Regions from separate parts of the Mus musculus genome. Here region 2 is linked to region 1. The links are chromatin contacts, called in public promoter capture Hi-C maps. All regions are on one chromosome and are shown on one strand. The core of a region is the stretch at or near the end of the contact, and the rest is flanking DNA. Distances in the headings are between cores, read along the strand shown.

What was found. Promoter capture Hi-C pulls out the DNA fragments that hold promoters and counts their contacts.
Region 2: a contact with region 1 is called in a promoter capture Hi-C map of pre-B cells, with 5 times the contacts expected there. The contact joins the promoter of Clptm1l here to the promoter of Med10 in region 1. A contact is called at or near these places in 2 of 39 promoter capture datasets (cranial neural crest and pre-B cells).

The regions. Positions count from the first base shown.
Region 1 is chr13:69,806,003-69,811,841 of GRCm38.p6, forward strand. Med10 (mediator complex subunit 10) reads left to right here and starts at 3,880. Exons shown (of 4, transcript NM_138596.2): 1 at 3,880-4,050; 2 at 5,605-5,688. The coding sequence starts at 3,929.
Region 2 is chr13:73,602,076-73,607,868 of GRCm38.p6, forward strand. It overlaps Clptm1l (CLPTM1-like), which reads left to right and starts at 1,927. Exons shown (of 17, transcript NM_146047.2): 1 at 1,927-2,324; 2 at 2,855-2,955; 3 at 4,147-4,336; 4 at 5,645-5,793. The coding sequence starts at 2,163.

The DNA of each region.
Region 1 (5,839 bases), core at 2,630-5,129:
ATATTCATTACAATGTCCTTAAGCCAACAGGCTAAGAAAGAGTATTAGGAGGGGTGATTTATCCAGCTTACCAAGGGGTGGGGGAACTAGACTGTTTCTCCACAATGGAGGTGAGGAAGTTTATGTCTTGGGGACAGGAGATCCTTTAGCACATCTCTTGGTGTTACCATGTCAGATGCTTAAAGGCAATGGGAAACCATAGCAAAACCCTCCAGGCAGGATGGCAATGACCCAGACCTCTCAGAGATGAAAGTATGGGTCACTTCTCCAGGGACAGAATCAAGACCTGCTGAGGAGCCTATTGAAGGTGGAGGAAATACACAATGGGAGAAGAGGAAGACAGCTATAAATATCAGCCTAAGGGCACACACCAGTTGCAGAAATGAGGATAATAACTGACATGAGTGTTTTTGTCCTGTTTTGTTAAGAACATGTTTGGGCATGCATATGAAAGACTCCGAGAGGAGCCCCTCGCTCAGGCCTCAGGATAATAGCGGACACCCAAGAACTCACAACAGACCAAGCTTGTTGCAAACCACATGAGGCTTTATTCGGGGAAAGCCAGAGCTCTGGGGACGACTCATATCCCACGCAGGGGTAAAGGAGTCGACCTCGAGGGAAAAGAGGTCCCAGTTTTTATAGGCCCTCAGGGGGGAAAGGAGAAGTGGGGAATAGGGGATTTCCAGATCTAAACAATGTCTATTCTCAAGAAATGGGTATGGGAGGGGTACAAGGAAAGAGTCTAATGAAGGTGCAGCAATGGGCACACACCTGGTCAGAACATTGGCAGACACACAGGTTCAAGGAGTGGCCAGAGCATTGTGCACCTCTATTTTTCTAAATCAGTGAAGCTAGTTCTGCTAACACTGACGTCTATCTTGCCAATTTCAGGGCTTCTGTGTCCTTTTGCATTCTGCCAGGATCTTTCACATACACATATATTAAGCTAATATTTGCATTTCCCTCGATTTCATTATCATATGATGTAATATCACATTGATTAAAGATATCAGTAGTCAAGTGCTGTAAATGTATATTGTCACATGTAAGTTGAGTCATCATGCTTCAAGGGACAGTGTACCACGTTATAAAACATATGTGTTTGCAGCTGTTCTTAGGCTAGTTACAACATGTCAGGTGGAATTATGACCTTGTTATTGTTTTCCTTTGTAAATTAAGCATGACATAAGGAGTTGATATTATGTGTGAAGTTGACAAGGACTGAACTTGGGATGGCTAATCTTGGTTGTCAATTGGACTGCCTTTGAAGTAAACTAAAACCGAAGATGCTGGGCACCCACTTAGAGATTATCTGTCTTACCCTCTCTCTTCCTTTGTGAGATAAGGTTTCACTGTGTAGTCCTGGATGTTCTGAAACTCTCCATGATCTTGCTTGGTCTCAAACTCACAGAGATCTGACTTCCTCTGCCTCCCACACACTGGGATCATGGGTGTATGTTACCATACCCAGAGATACTAATCAGATTTTGAAAGCACCCTAAATCTGGGTGTAGTGGCTATTCCTGGTTGTCAACTTGACTATATTTGGAATGAACTACAATCCAGAATTGGAAGGCTCACCAGTGACCCTTATCCGAAGGCTGGGAGATAGAAGTTTCTGATCTGGATCTTGGTATGGAGATCTTGAGGCATAGTGGCTATGGATTCCAGAAGATTAAATCTCCGAGTTCAAGGTCATCTGGGATTAAAGGTGTGGTGGAACACACCTTTAATCTGGGCTACATCTTCTGCTGGAGACAATATAAGGACATTGGAAGAAGGGAGTCTCACTCTTGCTCCCTTGCGTGCTTGCCGCGTGGGACTGAGTAACTGCTAGATCCTTGGACTTCCATTCACAGCTGCTACTGACCATTGTTGGGAGTTGGACTGCAGACTGTAACTCATCAATAAATTCCTTTACTATATAGAGACTATCCATAAGTTCTGTGACTCTAGAGAACTCTAACTAATACACTGGGTCACACCTACTAACAGCTTATAAGACATGGAAGAAAAATTTTGCCTGCTTGCCTTCACTCTCTCTGGCAAGTTCATCTCTCCTGTTGCCGGAGCCCATACTAAATCCAATGACCTTCAGATCCCAATGAAGACCATACCCTGATAGCTCTCCAGGAATCTCCCAGGAGTCCAGCAACAGATTGGGGGCGCAGAAACATGCAGCTCCGCGGAATGAACAGCAACTGGATTCTCAGTTTTTCCACCATGAATCAGCCATTGCTATATCACCCCTGACACACCCTGTCAGACACTCTAACACCACATATATAAAACTAAATATACATGCATTCAACATATCAGTTCTGGGCATTTGGAGAGCTGGGATGGCTAGTCTTGGTGGTCAACTTGACTACATATGGAATGAACAGGAATCCAGAAATAGAGGGTGTGTCTGTTAGGGACGTTTTTGCTTGGTTTGAAGTGGGTGGATCCATTTCTGCTCTGAACCTTTAAGATAAAAAGACATACACCTTTGATCTGGATAGTGAGGTGGGGAGGTGCAACTTTAATCTGGGCCACACCTTCTGCTGGAAGCCTATATAAGGACATGGAAGAAGGAAGCTTTTGTTCTTTGCCTGCTTGCCCTTGCCTTGCTAGCACATCCATTCCTTCACTGACATTAAAGTCTGATTCTTTGGGATTCCAGTGTATACTGAAGACCAGCAAAGACCAGCTGAGACATCCAGTGTCACGGACTGAACTGAGCAACTACTGGATTCTTGGACTCTCTGTTCACTGCCATCCACCATTGGAATAGCTGGACGGCAGCCTATAAGTTATTCTAATAAATTCATATTACGTGTGCGCTCTCTCTCTCTCTCTCTCTCTCTCTCTCTCTCTCTCTAAGTTCTGTTAGTCTAACACAGAGAACCTGTATACATCCCTTGGCATCCCCATTCTCCCTATTTGTCTCTCTCACTTGTCCCCTTGTCTCTCCTTTCATGAAGGTTGAAAGACTTACTTATATTTCTTCTTTTTGTCCTTCAGGACTGGTTTTCATATCAAATTCACCACCCCTTTTAATTGAATTGTGAAATGTTCCTTTTCTAGCACTTAAAAGTGTCTGCAGAAGTTTGAAATAATTTGTTCTTTAATGTTTGATTAATTTAAAAAGTGAGTTGAAAAGTACCTAGGGCTTAGGTATTTCCTTCTTTCCTTCCTCCCTCCCTCCCTCCCTCCCTTTTTTCCTTCTCTCTTTCCTTCTTTCTTTTCTTTTTGAAAGTGATTGTTGTCTCCTGGCCAGTTTTAAAAAGCATGGCTCTATTTTGACTTTCCCACTTAAATACATTTTCTTATTATGTATTGTGTGTCTGTGTATGCCGTGTGTGGGCATACCTGTGACACAGTACCTGTCTGGAGGTCAGAGGGCAGCTTATAGAATTCTGTTCTCTCCTCCTGCCATGTAGGATTCTGGAGACCAAACTCAGGTTGTCGGGGTTAGCAGCAAGCGTCTTCACCCACTGAACCATTTCACTGGGCCCAGATAATTATCTTTTAAAGAAAATTGCTTACATCTCGCAAGCTTTCCAGATTATGAACATACAAGGTCCACTGTATCTAAATTCTTGTCCTTCAATCTAGCTTTCTTTACTTCCCTGATGAGACTTGTTTTTTCTTTACTGAGAAAAGCTAGGTACCAGCTAAGAGTTTTCATTTTTGCCCCTTTACACATGCCTTTGCTGTGTTTTCCAGGTTAACATTTCCCACACACACAGTTCAGAAGCTTCCAAGCGGGTTTTCCCTTCAAAGGCTTACCCCGTCTCTTGCCCCGCCCATAGCGCCCGGGCCCCGCCCCCAGGAGGCCCCGCCCCCGAGGAAACGGATGTGGGCTTCCGGAAGCCGGAAGCGGGCGAGCACTGTGGACCCGGAGTCGCTCGGAGCTGAGGCTAAGAGGCGGGCGGAGCCGGCGATGGCGGAGAAGTTTGACCATCTGGAGGAGCACCTGGAGAAGTTCGTGGAGAACATTCGGCAGCTCGGCATCATCGTCAGCGACTTCCAGCCCAGCAGCCAGGCGGGGCTGAGCCAGAAGCTGTGAGTGACGGCCCGGCAGGGCTCGGCGCGTCTGTGCGAAGCCCCTGCCCGCCGGCCTTGGGGACCCCACTGGGGCTCTAACGTTCATCCCGGGTCCCCGAGGGGAGGCCGGTTCTATCCTGACCGGACCTCACAGGGGAGGCGAGTTCCGTCCTGACCGGGGCGGACGGGCTCCATCCTGACCCCACTGGAGGCCGGTTCCACCCTGACTCCACTGGGAAGGAGGATCTGACCGCACAGGAGAGGAGGCTCAGTCATGACCCCGCTGGGATAGAGGTAGCTCTAGGTCCATCCTGGCCGGACGTGGAAGGCCGGTTCCACCCTGACCCCATAGGGGAGGAGGATCCCTCCTGACCCCACAGGGGAGGCTGGCACCACTCTGACCCTACAGGACAGTCTGGGACTACCCTGATGCCGTAAGGGGAGGTAGGCACCACGGACACTCCACCCCACCCCACCGCACTGGGGAGGTTGACTTCACACCTCAGGGGGGCCCTGAGCCACCTGCTGCATAGGCCTCGCTGTGGAAGAAGGCCACCACAGAGGGTTGATTTCTTGACAGTATCTTGTGTAGGCCTTGGAATGGCCTACAGGGAAACAACACAGTGTTCAGGAGAAGGCCTCACCGCTTATATATGGGACACTTTCCAGGGATCTGGAGTGGTTCTGGAGGGAGCCGAGGTTCAACCCACTAGGGATGGGCTTTTTCCTTGCTGACTGTGGGTACTGCACTTAAACTGGAGCCCACTTCTCCACGCTGTCTACCCTGAAACTCCATTCAGTGACATGCACTCCAGAAAGCTCTGCTCTCTCTTCACCTCCTTTCTGAGTTTAGAAGGGAAAAATTAAGCATCTGAACATATTTTGTAAGTCCAAAGGTGTCCCCAGAATCCCGTGGCAATTAAGGGTTCAGGTGTGTGCAGCATTAGGGAGGAAGAAGCCTGTTAAGGTAGCTAGCGCCAGTCTCCCGACTTCCCTCTGATCCCAGCCACTGAGCTGCCTTGGTGCTGGTGCTCCTGGGTTAGGAAGGTAACATGAAGGTACAGGCAGAGCAGACAGGTAGTCAGGTTCATCTGGGAGAAGGAAGCCAGCATAGCCCTAGCTGAGACACGGCCAGTCCTGCCTCTAGTGTCTGGACCTGGAAGCCGCCTCTCTGTGTTCCCACCCAGGGGAGACCCTTTTCTGGAATGAGAGACTGCCCAAGAAACCATCTCTACCCACAGTTCAGTCTCTTAAAGCTGGGTACAGGATTGTGTCTCACTTGGGATGTTTACTAAGGTATAGAGTTGTGGTCTTGCCCCTCAAGGAGGGCTTTGTGGGATGGGAACAAGCTGGCGCATTGCCTAGACCAGAGCCTGCTGTGACTGGCCTTGTTCTCTTATCCAGTTCCCGTGGCTATCTCATACCCAGCTGCCACCTCAGTTATCTGCCCCGGTGTCCTTGACCTTGGCCGTTTTAACCCTCAGGAATTGAAGCACAGTGGCCAGTGCCGTGTAGGGGTGTGCTGTGCTGTCCTCTGAACTAACCACGTACCCCACTCTGCCTTTTTCCCAGAAACTTTATTGTTACGGGCTTACAGGACATAGATAAATGCAGACAGCAGCTGCACGATATCACGGTGCCTCTGGAAGTTTTTGAGTAAGTATCACTGGGTCTCTCTGATTCTTGGTTAGCTGTGAGTGCCAGTGAGAGGGAGGGAGGCGAGGCCCAGGTGCCACAGGCAGGACCACCAGTCTTCTAGGGTTGTAGTAGGCTAATGGGGTTAAAAAAGGATAACTCTCTCTCCAGT
Region 2 (5,793 bases), core at 677-3,176, 3.8 Mb after region 1:
CAGACGAAGCCAGTGTCCCCGTGATTCCTCCCAAGCTCTGTGCTAGGAGGTTTAGTGTCAGTCTGACACAAGTTGAAAGTCTTTTGGGAAGAGGGAACCTCAACTGAGAAAATGTCCCCACCAGATTGGTCTGTGGTACATCTTCTTGATTGATGACTAATGTGGCAGTGCCACCCGTGGGCTGTTGATCCTGGGTGCTATAGAAAAACAAGCTGAGCAAGCCATGGGAGTAAACTAGTAAGCAGCATTCCTCCATGGCTTCTGCTTCAGAACCTTCCTTGATATCCTTTAGTGATGTGGATACATAAGCATAATAAACCCTTTCCTCTCCAAATTTCTTTCAGTTATGGTGTTCATCGAAGCAATAGAAACCCTAAGATACCCTCATGCTGAAATAGGTGCTCCATTTCTGAAACCTTCTATTTAAAAGCACCATTTTTAGAAAATGCCCAATCACACTTCTGATTACACGTGTGAGAAACATGAGAATGCCGTTTTGAGAACAATGAGCTCCAAAACTTAAGTTTCTGAGGCCACCATAGAGTAAGGAGCTGGTCACTAATGAAAAGCACCAACAGCCAACAAGCTTCTGAAAACAGGAAATATCATTTTTTGCTTGATCTCTGCAGGCCATCGTCCTGGGCTGTCACAGCACTGGCCACTTCACTCTAGAAACTGTGTATACCCTAAACCAAGAAATATTTAAGAAGATTAAAATGAAGGCCAGAAGAACCTGATACTCTGTTATTCTTGCAGAGAGGAGCCTAGCATAACTGTCCTCTTAAGAGGCTCTACCCAGCAGCTGACTGAAACAGATACAGAGACCCACAGCTAAACATTAGACAGAGCTTGGGGAGTCTTATAGAAAAGTTGGAGCAAGAATTGAGATCTGGGGGGGACAGGAGTCCACAAGACCAACAGAGTCAACTAACCTGGGCCCTTGGGGGTCTCCCAAAGACTAAACCACCAACCAAAGAGCATACATGGACTGGACCTACACCCCACCCCAACACATATATAGCAGATGTGCAGCTTGGTCTTCATTCAAGTTCCCCAACAAATGGACCCGGGTCTGTCCCAGTGTTGCCTACCTGTGGATCCCGTTCCCCTAACTAGGCTGCCTTGTCTGGCCTCAGTGGGAGAGAATGTGGCCAGTCCTGCAGTGACTTGATGTGCCAGGGGTGGGTTGGTACCCAGTGGAGCCTCCCCTTCTCAGAGAAGGGGAGAGGGAGTAGGGAAGAGAGTAGGGGCTGGCATCAGGACGTAAAGTGAACAATTAATGGACTCCGATGGTTTATCTGAGTGGCCTACCCCCTTCTGAGATGAGAAGGGGAGAGGGGACAGGGGAGAGGATAAGAGGAGAGTAGGGGCTGACATCGGGATGTAAAGTGAATAAATAAATTTAAGAACCCAGATGGTTTTATCTGAATGAGTAATGGGAAGTCCGGGAAAAAGATCTTCTTGAGATATAACCTACCTTTGCATGTTAGCCAGGATTAAGATTTATATTACCGCAAAGGAACTTATTCTTCTGACAAAAGGGGCAAGTGACCTGTAAAAACTCTTTTTGACCTTTTCTGGCCATCTTGAACTGCATGTTATCAACACAGTAACCTCACACCCGAGAAATCGGTATTTGAGTTTCCTGAGTCTCCTCCGTGTTTTCTTAACTTTTGGACGCTCCCCTAGACTTTGAAGAGCCAGGATCAGGGTCGTCCCCGCCATCATCCTGGGGCGCCGCCGTAAGGCTGCACAGGGCCTTAAGAAGAGCAACGCAAAGAAAAAATTTCCAAGAACCGGGTGCCGCCAAGGTTGGTGGCGGACCTGGGCTCCCACAGGCATGCCGGGAGTACGGCGCAAGAGGCTGACGTCACGCGCGCGCGCCGGTCGTGCGGTCGTCGTGAGGTTGCGAGTGCGTGGCGGAGCGTCTGGCTCCCAGAGGGCCGTGCGCGTCCACTTCCGCCAGCTGCTCGGTTCCCGGAAGCGGTGGCCGGCAAATCCGGCCAATCCCCCAGCGCCGGGTGTGGGTTATCGGGAGCATGCGGGGCGGCCGGCGGCCCGCGCGAGGCGCGTTGGTTTCCCCGCGGCGGTGGCGGTGGCGCGCAGCGGCTCTCCCGTGAGCGGCGGGCGGCGGCGGCGCTCGGCCCGCAGGTTGCGGCGCCATGTGGAGCGGCCGCAGCTCTTTTACCAGCTTGGTGGTGGGCGTGTTCCTGGTGTACGTGGTGCATACCTGCTGGGTCATGTACGGTATCGTCTATACCCGTCCGTGCTCGGGTGACTCCAACTGCATCCAGCCCTATCTGGCCCTGCGGCCCAAACTGCAGGTGAGCGTCCGGGAGCCCTAAGAAGGCGCCTCCCGGCCGGGTGCTACCACCCACCCCCTACTGGCACTGGTCAGAGGGTTTCGGGCTACCAGTTTTGCCCCTTATCACTGATGTCACTGTCCAATGTTCTGGTTAGGTGGCAGTGAGAGCTGGAGTTGAGACTTCTCTGTTCTCTGCTGCTCTCTTGTTACCCCTTGGTGCTCTGCCCTACCCCGATTATAACTGAGATCCAGTTGCCCTACACGTGTTTCCTAACGGGACCCCAGTGGAAGTTAACAGGAGATCTCCAGCCATATGGGAGTCAGGCTGCTAGCTCTGCCCTCTTATCACCTGTGTCACTTCCTGCTTCTAGTGGGAATTCCGGACAGGTCAGCTCTACAGTTAGGTTCCTTGTTCACAGCAGTGTCACACAGGCCATCTTGCCCAAGCTCACCCTCTGAGAGGTAGCCCTCAGATTGCTACCCTCTCACAATAGTTACATGTTTTCTATCAGGACCTTTTGGCTATTCATTCTTGCTCACTCTTTCCAGCTGAGTGTTTACACCACCACACGGTCCAGCCTTGGTGCAGAGAACAATGTGGACCTGATCTTGAACGTGGAAGACTTTGATGTGGATTCCAAATTTGAAAGGTGTGGATGTGGGACAGATTGCCAGAGATGGGTTCCAGGATGTCATGGATAGCATTGTATGTAGAGTGAGGACATCCTATAGAAGCACTCCTGTCTAGGGTCTGTGTAAACAGTCAAGCTGAAAGTAACAGGTGTTTGTCACTTAGCAAGTAGCTTTTACTGCAATCTAAGGGCAGCGTGGTTTACTACAGCCCATGTAGTCTCCCAAGGAATGATACATTGGCCTACCTAGTAAGAGTAGTTAGTTCACTTGTTACTTACAAGTAAGTGACCTTTGGCATTAGAATATAAATCTCAATGCTCAGCTATATACAGTAACTTTTGGGAATTAACATGGCTTAGCATTTGACATATGATTTTAACGTGCAAAAGTTCAAATAAAATTTGTAAAATTGCTCATCCAATCAAGATCCTGTACTGCCCAACAGGTATCAAGCTCACTAGCCAACCAGTCTTTAGCTCCCACCCAGTGCATCACTGTCCATGCCTATTAGCCTGTGGCCCTAGGGTAGTTATTAACTACCCATGCCCATCCTCTTGAAATGGAGGTTGGACGTCCTGGTGCCATTCACTAGTTTTATAGGGGCAAATCCCGCCTCCTATTCATCACCCTGTGCCAGGATAGATAGTGAAACATTCATTTTAGAGCCTGGAAGAAGTTGAAGAAGCATGAGTGGTCCTGGTCCTGAGCTCCACGTCTGTTTGTACCCGCCAGAAACACCACAGCAGAATAGTCCGTAGAGACAGCACCTGTGTATTCAGAGCCCTCTTAGTTCCCCAGTGGAAACAACTCTTTTTAGAAGCTTTAGAGGAGTCTACACCCTGTGTGCTTCTGTAGCAGTTCCCACCATGCCTTTTAAAGCAAATTGTAGTCTGAGGCTCTAACAGAGGTGGGGAGTGTTGTAACTTTCATAGTGCTTAGGACACAGTAGTGTTCTGACGTCAGTAAAGTCACAAGGCAGGTGGGTTTCATTTTTAGCAGTTCTGAACTAAAATTAGATTGTGTAAATCTAAAGTGATGATTAGCTGACATGTGTATAAACTATGTAAAACAGGATGGTGGTGCACACCTTTAATCCCAGCTCCTTGGGAAGCTGGGGCAGGAAGAACTTGAGTTTGAGGACTGTCTGGGCTATGTACTAAGCATGGAACCTAAACATATGCATGTTTAAAATGACTCTTCTGTTTTAGGACAGTTAATGTTTCTGTACCAAAGAAAACAAGAAACAATGGGACGCTGTATGCATATATTTTCCTACATCATGCTGGGATTCTACCCTGGCAAGATGGGAAACAGGTACATGTGGTCAGTACTCTGACTACCTACATGATCCCCAAACCAGAAGAAATTAACTTGCTCACTGGGGAGTCTGCTACACAGGTAAGAGTCGTAACAGGTCACTGTAGCGGGCTTCTGTCTCTTGTTCAGAGTTTATGTGCATGTCTTCTAATGTCAGCTTAAAGGAATTTGAATTAATTATCTTTCATTTGAATTGTATCCCATGGATTTGTAGATACAGTACATGAGGTTAGTGATGAGTGGAGATTCATAGCACTCTAGGCAGACTCCCTATCTCGCTCAAGGCCTTCTGCATCTTTGGGTGAGTGTATATGCCTTCTTGGAAGGGCAGTTATTCTTCAGCGTTCACCTGTACTTTCAGGTGAGAGTCGTCATGTATACACAGGCATATGCATGTACACACACACAGTGTAGGACTGCATGCCTGGGCATTTATGCTTGTAATTCAAAATTATAAGGAGGGTATAGGTACTATTTATATTTTGTTCACCTGTAGAAAACTATATGCAAAGGAAATTTTACTCACAAAAGTGGTTGTTCAGTCAAGCAAGATGGCTCATTTCTGATACCCTAGTGCTTGAGACAGAGACAGGAAGGTTGCCATAGGTTCCAGACCAGTCTTAGCTATAGACCAAGACTGTTGGAAGCAAGGGAATCATTCATGGACCCATGGCAGAAAACAGATCTTCACTGTCTGGGTCCATATTGAGTAGAAGCTAAGACAAGTCACAAGATAAGAATGATGGCAGCTTTGCAGGAAGCAGCCACAGTCTAGGGGTGGAAGCATATTTTAAAATCCTCTTCCTATTTGTGGTGTTCCACTGTCTTCTTGGGTGCATATGGAGAGGGCTTCGTGATGGTAGTGTTAGGAGAAGGCTGGTATCTTGTTTGTGATGGATATGGAGCTTCAGGAACCATTACATGTGGGCTGTGGCCGTTGTTGCTGTGTGAGAGCTGTTGTTCAGGAGGGAATAGGGTAGTGCTGCTTCCTAGCCGCATCGTCCGGGTTTGATTTGCCCAGAGTTTTCTCCCTGGGTCTCGTTTTATCTACAACAGATCCTGATCCTGTGCATCTCCTTCCAAGACTGCACCGTATTCACTTACACCTGCTTTAGTATTGACTCTTGGTAGTCTTTCCCCAGCCGACAGGAATGCAGGCCACCTGTTAGAGCCCCAGTCGCTGACCCTTCAGTACTGCCTCCTCATGGTCTCATAGAACCAGGTAGGAGGAAGGAGAATGTGCTCTGAGACTGATAGCCCAAGGTTGCTAGAACAGCCAAGTAGGATTTTGCCAGTATAGGGAGCCAGTGGCTTCTCAGATGGAGGCCAAGACCACTCTGTTGCTACAGGTTGGTCTCAGGTAGTATAGCCTCAATTTCTATCCTATAGCAACAGATAGAAGCCGAGAAGAAGCCATCAAACGCCCTGGATGAACCCGTCTCTCACTGGCGACCAAGGCTGACCCTGAATGTGATGGTGGATGACTTTGTCTTTGATGGTTCCTCCCTGCCTGCAGATGTGCATCGGTACATGAAGAT